Regions from separate parts of the Rattus norvegicus genome. Here all the other regions are linked to region 1. A link is a contact called in public Hi-C data. All regions are on one chromosome and are shown on one strand. The core of a region is the stretch at or near the end of the contact, and the rest is flanking DNA. Distances in the headings are between cores, read along the strand shown. Region 1 holds the start of Spdl1 (spindle apparatus coiled-coil protein 1). Region 2 holds the start of Pank3 (pantothenate kinase 3). Region 3 overlaps Slit3 (slit guidance ligand 3).

Region 1 (2,830 bases), core at 164-2,663:
TCACTGTTTATCTTAAAAACCAGCTCAGTCCTTTAAAGTCTGGTCTAGCTCCATCAGAAATACCGGTCTATAAGTGAAAAGGCAGGAGGTCAAAGGCTATGGTACATCAAGATATTAAAATTTAATGGAGACATTCAACTCTACCAAATGCAGGAAAAGGGGAAAGTAAACACTGACCTCTGGACATTGAAGGTTAAAAATCAACGGGGTACAGTACAAGTTTGGCCTGCATGATAAAACAAGGAAGCAAACAAATAAAAACAAAACAAACAAACAAACAAAAACCCGCTGGTGATCTGTCAAGAGACAATTCACTATACTGGTTTAAGACTAGACGACAGGTGGAATACAAATTAGTAAAAGAAACGAATCCCAGGAGTCGCGAGGAGGGGCTGGCGGATCTCTGTTGAGTTCATCGCTAGTCTGGTCTGCAGGGAGAATTCCAGGACAGTCAGGGCTACACAGCGACCCTGTCTCAAAAATCTAGATGAGATGACGATGATGAGGAGGAGGAGGAGGATGATGAAGAGGAAGAAGAGGAAGAAGAGGGGGGAGAGGAGGAGGAGAAAATTGAATAGTGAAAACCTTCTTAGACGTTTTGTTATGTAAAGAAAAACATGGGAATGTGGTTGACTGGCGTCGGAGAAGTTTTCGATTAATTTTTGCAATGAGTCATTTCAGCACCTTCATCTACTGACGGGAAAGATTCAACACAGTCAATCACGATAAAGAAGCAGCCAAGTGCTTAGATAAAAAAAAAAAAAAAAGACATGATGCCATGTGCCAGTTGCTAGAACTCTCCAAATTTCCAACTGTTTAAAAGTGTAAAGAATAAGTAAAATTACAAGGGGTTTCTATTTAGACACGCATGCTCTCGAGCTGTCCTGCAGAACCGGCTGGGTTTGTTTGAATAGCAGTCCTAACACTTTGACTTTGAATTACTAGGGTGTTCTTTGGAGGTGGCTTTAATTTCCTCTGCGGAAAGTGCAAGATGCCGCGGAGCTGGCAGGGTGGATCGGGTCTAACTGGGAAGATCCGTGTGGAATGTGGCACAGTGCTGGCCCGGGTTAGACTCAATGCCTTAGCTACTAAAGGCGACTGCAGGCGGGCCAGTGTGGAACTACTATTACCTTCAGACCCGGCGACAATGGCGCTGCTAAAGACCACAACAAATAAATACACCTCAGAAACACAATTCACTAAAAGCAAACACTTGGTTAAATAAAAAAAAAAGTTTCCAGGGAATCTGACAAGCAGAAACGCCTAAAAGCACAAGTCGCGCAGCATGCACATGCGCAGTCGCTGCAAGACACGCCTCTCGTTTGCCCCGGAGGCGCGGATTGGACAACACATCTCGTGAGAAACCCGAGTTCTCGCGGGAACAATATTCAAAAACCCCGGCGCTTACTGAACAGACCCTCGGCCGAATGAAGAGGGTGGTATTTCTATGCTGAGGTAGATTTAGTGTCACGCGTCTGGGCGCCCAGTGCTCTCCGGACAGGCCTCCAGTTGCAGCAGCCAGGAAACGTGGGGAGAGGTAAGGGCGAGCGGCGGGAAGGGCGAACCGGGCGGCCGCAGGCGGAACGCCTGTTGTCCCGGAACCTGAGTTCTCAGGAGCCTCCTTCCGGGTCGGTGTAGTGTTCGGTCGGACCGCTGCGCTGCGGGTTTGACTGCGTACGGGTAAACACGGTGCTGGGTGATCTTGATATTTAGTTCTGTGACCTCCGAGTCCTGAGTTCTCTAGTACCGTAAGCCCTGGCCAGTGGTGCAGCCCGAATTAACTGTTGCAAATATGTAACACACGGTGGAGGCTTATTGTAGCATCTCATTCACTTATTTTTTACTTGTTTAATTGTTTTGTTATTTATGTATTATTCACATTACATCCCAATCTCAGCCCCCTCCCTCCTTCTCTCCCAGTCCTGTCCCCACAAATTCCTACCTCCACTACCCCCTCCGTCTTTTCTCAGAGAAGGGGAAGTCCCCCTCCCCCCAGTACCATCCAACCCTGGGAAATCAAGCCCCAGCAGGGGTAAATAAGCACTCCCAACTAGGCAGTCCAGGTAGGGGAAGGGGAATCCAATGCCAGGCAACAGAATTAGAGACAGCACCGCTCCGATTGTTAGGGGACCTAGGTCCAACCCCTGTAACCTCCTTGGTTGTTGGTTAAGCCTCAGTGAGCCACCCTGGGCCCAGGTTATTTGACTCTGTTGGCCTTCCTGGGGTGGCCTTGACCCCTTTAGCTTGCTCAATTCTATCCCCTATTCTTCCCCACAAAACTCACAGAGCCCCGCTGGATGCTTGGCCCTGGTCTCTGCATCCCTTCTATCTGCTGCTGGATGAAACCTCTCAGGAATTAGTTCTGCTAGGTTCCTATCTGCAAACATAGCACAGTAGCATTAGTAGTGTCAGGGGCTGGCTTGCTCTCATGGGATGTGTTTCAAGTTGGGCCAGTCAGTGTTTCTGCTCCGTCTTTATCCCTGTGCATCCTATAGGCAGGAGAACTTTTGGGTTCAAGGCTTTGCGTGTTGATTTATTGATTTTTGTATTTGTTTATTTTTTCAATGATTAGAGGTTGCAGTGGTAACATTTTGGATGTTTTGGTTAAATGTTTTCCCTGGTATTTATTTGTGAAAATGTGACTCCCAGAAAGTTTAAAATTCCTTTGGCTCACATGGCATTTCTGTTGATACCTAGACAGAGGCCCTTTACTCTACTTATCTTACAGAATTTATAAGATAGATGAAACAAGATGTTTGCAAAACTTTTTTACGATGTAGCCAGTTTGGTGGTGGAAATGAGCTTTGAACCCAGATGGCTAGCTCACCCA
Region 2 (2,830 bases), core at 166-2,665, 930 kb before region 1:
ATTAAAGCTGTGCACCACTATACCCTGGTTCAGACTTAAACTAAGAAATCATCATGGTGGCACGTGCCTTTAATCCTGGCATTTGACAGGCAGAGGCAGGCAGAAGAGGCTAGCCTGGTCCACAAAGTGAGTTCCAGGACAGCCAGGGCTGCAGACACCCTGTTTACAAACAAACAGAAAGCATCATTAATGCTTTCTATAAGCAGATAATCTAAAATTAGAACAAACAAAAAACTGTTTCCCAAGGACTATGCCCTGAAGGTGGAAGAGAAACAGCCCTGCACTTTGAGCCAGAAAAAGGAGGGCACTAAAAGTTACTGAGGCGAAGTTCTCTTTCCTCATCTTTAAACACTGAAAGCTCTCACGTTTAAGTAAGTTTGTGTTTCTAGACTGCTTTGGAAGCTGCACTGCAGAGAAGGTGCTCATCGCCGCCCCCCATACCTGATCTGTAGGTGCAGTTAGGAGGATAGCGTAAAAATAGAAACTGTAAAACCTCTACGACAGGGACACAGGTCCCCACATCCTTAGTTTGTAGATAAAAGAACAACATTCACGAAGACTAAGCCAAAAAATAAGCCAGCCGCAGGAATAAAAGGCATTTAAAAGACAGAGTTATGAAACTTGATATGTGTCTTTTAGAGCAGAGTTAGAAGCATTGCATGTATATGCATGCACAGTTACCACAGAAAAAAGCTCAAGGTATTTACCACCATATTAATGTGGTTCGAAGTGTTCGAAATGGCTGAAATACGATGTTTCAACCTTGTTAATCTGCTTTCTAAAACACGAAGACAGCTGATTTTCTAAACTGCCAAGACAATTAACTTATCTATAGGCAGACTGCATGCATAAGCGTTAAAAAGCTCCAACTGCAACGCTGACAACTCCCAGAAACCCACCTGGACTTCAAGGACACACGCAGGAAACCCAGAAACCAGTAAAAATGGGCGGGTGTGTGTGTGTGTGTGTGTGTGTGTGTGTGTGTGTGTGTGTGTGTACCAGCTCCTATCTGACAGCCATGACTACCTCTTTTCAGGAGGGAACTGGTAGCTGAGCTCCCGTTTGGTAAAACCCGAGTCAAAATTCTCCCGTGTATCTCCTAGATCTCTAGGAGCAATCAAGAGCAGCGGGAAGGAGGAGGGCAGAATCTCGACCCCCCACGCTTGGGGGTGGGGAAGTTCGCCGCCTGCAACCTGGGGCTGCAGCGATCCTTCCCTTCCCTCCACGGCTGGCGCCCGCGAGCAGTCGCAAGCCTAAAGCCGGCCGCTCCGCCAGTGGCTCCCAGAGCGGTCTTCCCAACCCACGGATCCCGGTCCCCTTCTTACAGGGTTTTTTGGCATCCTTGATCTTCATGGCGTCGGTCTAAGGCGCGAGGGGTAGCCTCCGGTGCAGAGCTCAGCGAAGAGAGGTGAAGACTCCCTAGCAGACTGGGCCGCGCGGCGAGGCCCGGCCGGTTCCTCCCCTCAGGCCGGGCGGGGCGGGCCTAGGGCGGGGCGGCGGTGCCCGAGGCCACGGGCGGCCCACGGGGCGGCCCCGCAACCCCGCAAGGGGCGGCCGGGACCGAGCGAGCTGGGGAAGGCCGCGGGCCTCGCCGCTCCGTGGCCCCCCGCAGCCGCTCCAAACAAAAGGCCCCGGTCCCCCGAGCCGCCGCCGCCGCCGCAGCCGCCGCCGCACTGAGAAATAGCCCGCCCAGGCCCAGCGCCCACGTGACCCAGACCCCCTCGCCTCACTCTCTGCGGGGCTGCTAGGAGTTGTAGTTCTCCGCAGCGTGAGGCTCCACTCTCCTGCGGCAGACGCGCGGGCGGACTACAAAGCCCAGGATGCCTCGCGACCCCTATTTCTAGGCCCCCTCCGCTTCCGGAGATCGCCTCAGAGTGGTCCCAGAGGGGAGGAGGCGGGGCCTTAGTCACGCCAGCAAGGAGGCTGCCAATGGTAGCAAGCCGTGGGCGGTCTTGGCAATTCCCGGGTTCTGATCTGGTCGCTGCTGAAATAGAGGGGTTATGAACTCTGAGGGCACTGTCATGGCTGTCACACAGTAGCAGTTTTTCTCTTGACGGTTTTTCCAGTGATGGCTGTGTCAAAATTCAAGGGTCCAGTCCACTGAGTATGTTTGATGAGTTAAGTCATTCACTAAAGGAACAACTTGAATATTGGGGTTGGAATGTCACTAATGATAGTAACATTTACTACATCATTATTGTTTAATGTAATGTAATCTAGTAGCCTTCGGAGCCACATGCAAGTTTTATTTACTGTGGAGATACAGCAGGAACGAGGCAGTCGAAACGCTTGAAAGTTGTATGATTGTGGTGCAACGCCTTTAGTCCCTGCACCCCAGAGGCAGATGCAGGCTGATCTCTGTAAATTCAAGGCTAGCCTGGTCTACAGAGCAAGTTCCAGGACACCCAGAGCTGCAGAGAAACCCAGTCTCATAAAAATAAAGAAAACATCTGAAAGCACATGAAAGCAAGTTCCTTACAGGATCTCTCCAGTCTAGCTCCTCATTGCAAAGAGGAAAGTGACTTTCAGAGAAGCGAATTAGATGCACCAGTTCTCAGAATAAACCCAGGACAACCTTTTCTCTAAGACTCTTGTGACTTGAGGTCACATCAGAAAGGGAAGAGATGGTATCAAGGACATGGCTTCTCCTCCACTCTTATGTCTTAGGTGGCAAAGAATTCAGTGATTGACTATATAGGGTTTGGCGAGGACATAGTTTAACTCCCCGGGGAGTTGGCCCTGGAAGTTAGTGTTCCAAGAAACATTTTAAATGTGGAGCTTTGCTGTCCTATCTTTGCTGATCGCTCTGGTTCAGGTACAGTTGTTCTAA
Region 3 (2,830 bases), core at 167-2,666, 570 kb before region 1:
GTGTGTGTGTGTGTGTGTGTGTGTGTTCCCCTACACATATATGTGTGTACTGTGTGTGTCTGTTGCCCTATGAGTCAGGGGAAGGCATCTGATCCCCTAGAACTAGAGTTATGAATGGCTTAGCCATCGTGTAAGTGCTGAGAGCTGAACCTGGGTCTTCTGAAAGAGTAGCAAATGTTCCTAACCACTGAGCTGCCTCTCCAGTTCCTCCCTCTTCCCCTCTGTTTCTGTTGTTTCTAATATGGTGGGAAGAGTTTACTAGTTAACTAGATCCCAACCTCATTTCACCTTTTATTTTTTTTGAGAAAGGGTCTCACTAAGTTGTCCATGTTGACCTTGAATTCACTCTGTATCACAGGCAAGCCTTGAACTTGTTGTCCTCAGATTTCTGCCTGTAAAGCCAGCGTTTGGAATTACTGACTGACGCCACTGTCCTTGTCAGGGGGAGAAGACTTTGAACAGAGATACCAGCCAGATGAACAACACTGAGACCCTGTGTCCTTGAGCTGCCCCAACTTCGAACGTCTTTTCGTACTGCCTGTTGGACTCTTCTCTGACAGACTTTGAGTACGGCTCTACCCACCAAAGCCACTCTGTTTCTCTTCAACGGCAGGAAGCATGGGGTGGTCAGAAAGACATGGGTTCAAGCTGTGAGTCCCCTTTTTTATTGTGGTGGCCACCTCTCTTTGGCTGTTTCCTCCTGTGTGTAATGGGGTTATCAGAATGCAGAGTTCCCAGGGCTTCCACCAATGAACCTGAAGTGGATCAAACGCTTCACAAGAGTTAGGTCAACAGCCACCTTGGTACTCACTGTTGATAGAAGACAAGGTCTACCATGTGAGGACTGTGAACACACTGGCCACTGGCCACTAACCCTCCAGTTCCTAGTTGTTTTCCGGTTCCTAACCATGCCTCACTGGCTACTTCATAACTTGTCTCCTCCTTCAACCTTTACCGCTGCAGAGGACCCCATTTCTCCCTCTCTGCTCTGGATTCTGCTCACCTAGGATTCTGGAGTCTCTCCTGATGCACCCACCCATCCTTTAAATTAGCCAGGCTTACTCCTTCCACAACAACCAGCTCCTCCTGGCCATCCCACCCCTCCCCCCTTTTCTGTTTGTGATGTTTCCCCTCAAAGGCTTTTAGGCCAACCAAATCAGGTTTGAGGTCTGGCTCTGTGCCAGGTCACTGTGAAAGAGGAACTTGGCCTCAGTCTCAGCTTCCTTATGTGTGAACTTTGTGGCGATCATAATGTTTAGGCCTGGAGAAGTGGGCTGTGTAGAGTGGGCATTAACCTGGTCCACAGAGGAAGCCAGGCCCTGGACAATATAATTGAGTCTGCACAAGCACTGAGCTCACTGCCTGCCCTATTGATCGTTGCCCAAGGCGATTCTGATCTCTGTGCTTTTCCTCGACTTTCCCACATGCCTGCTTATGGCCACATGGTGGCAGCCTGTCCATGACAGAGGAAGCTTCTGGTTGCAGAATCTAGAGAAAAGTGACTTGAATATGAATGTGTGTGTGTGTGTGTGTGTGTGTGTGTGTGTGTGTGTGTGTGTGTGTGTATCCAGATACTTGTTTTTAATTTTCCTATTTTGGTGGTGATTGTGGGGTATTATTAATTCTTTTCCACCGGCTCCTGATTCTATTTCCGGGAGTCTTCTACCTATACATGTTGAGCAGAAGCAGAATGAATCAGCCCAGCGCTTCAAGGTGTTATTTTTTGAGAAACAGGATTTATATTTACTCCTCTTTCTGGGACAGTCATCCCAACAGCCAGGCTCTAGCAGGAAGCCCACTGGGTGGGGCACCCATGTTAAGGTGTCAGGAAGTCTGACGTCTCTAAAGTGACCATTTCGTCTGAAACTCTACTGGGGATGAAAAACCCTTGTGTCCTGGAAAGTCTTAAAGTCCCGGATAAATATGGCTGCTTGGGCTGTTGGACATCTCTGCTACACCCCTCTGAACTTGACAGAGACATAAATTCTCTACCTTTGAAAGGACCACAAATAACATTCTGATCTCAGAGGATGGAGTGAGCAGAAGAGGTTTGCTCGTCTCGATGGATTGGAGGGGAAAGATCTAGAACTTCATGTCCTATCCCAGCCCTTTCTACCTCCTTGGCACAGAAGAAGGAGGGGTGTGTCTTGGCTTTCAAGACATTCTTGCAAAAGGGCTCCAGGAACACAGTGACCCACAGCAGTCTGTGAGGAGGCAGGAGAGCTCGCTTGAAGCATTTACAGATGCAGTTAAGGTGCTCTGCCATCCACGTGCTGTCTAGATGATGCACGAGTACCCCGTTGCCAGGCCAGAATACAATCCTCTGGGATATCCTTAGGGCCAGCGAGAATAAAGAGGAGCCAGGGATGCCTCTCTGGGGTGGGCCTCCTAGAGAACACAGGGGTTTCTCCAAGACCCTCCCTACTGCTCTTCTTCACCTCCAACTACCAGCTGTCTGCCCTCTCAGTTCACTTTGGCATACCTTTCTGCCTGTCTCTGAACAAATCTCTGCTGGAGCAAACCCTTGCTCACTGAACTAATGGGCATTTACATCTCCAAGGCCCTGAGCCCAGGAGGCCCCGAGACACACCGCCACATTCTGGGGTTTTTTATTAGAAAGCTCCTCTGAAAACAGGAAAGCTTTGGAAAACACAGAGAAAGAATGGCCCTTTGACAAAGCCGGGGAGAGCAGACAAATCCAGGCATGAATGAACGACCTAAGTATGTATCTTTAAGAAATGGTCTTTTGTTGTTGTTGTTTTTGGTCTTTAAAAAAAAATCTTACAAAACTCTTGTTAGCGAGGAAAACTTTTTAAAAACCGGCTTTCCA

The links. Hi-C and Micro-C count contacts between places; a contact is called where the count stands out from the background.
Region 2: a Hi-C map of kidney shows a contact between it and region 1, with 6 times the contacts expected there. The contact joins the promoter of Pank3 here to the promoter of Spdl1 in region 1. A contact is called at or near these places in 2 of 12 Hi-C or Micro-C datasets (kidney and mammary epithelial cells) and 1 of 1 datasets of contacts at active chromatin or transcription factors (oligodendrocytes).
Region 3: a contact with region 1 is called in a Hi-C map of hepatocytes, with 2.7 times the contacts expected there. The contact joins the enhancer-like site here to the promoter of Spdl1 in region 1. A contact is called at or near these places in 9 of 12 Hi-C or Micro-C datasets (the A7r5 cell line, Schwann cells, frontal cortex and 5 more).

Annotation. Positions count from the first base shown.
Region 1 is chr10:19,796,880-19,799,709 of GRCr8, reverse strand. It overlaps Spdl1 (spindle apparatus coiled-coil protein 1), which reads left to right and starts at 1,413. Exons shown (of 12, transcript NM_001034138.1): 1 at 1,413-1,537.
Region 2 is chr10:20,731,776-20,734,605 of GRCr8, reverse strand. It overlaps Pank3 (pantothenate kinase 3), which reads right to left and starts at 1,415. Exons shown (of 7, transcript NM_001108272.2): 1 at 1,326-1,415. The coding sequence starts at 1,353.
Region 3 is chr10:20,364,262-20,367,091 of GRCr8, reverse strand. All of the region lies in intron 4 of Slit3 (slit guidance ligand 3), which reads right to left. Among named protein-coding and RNA genes, the nearest start is that of Mir218-2, 210 kb to the left of the region's middle. Within about 2 kb of position 1,416, at least 8 of the 93 cell types and tissues checked have an H3K27ac peak or open chromatin away from gene starts, as enhancers often do. A contact at or near this core is called in hepatocytes, where this site is marked.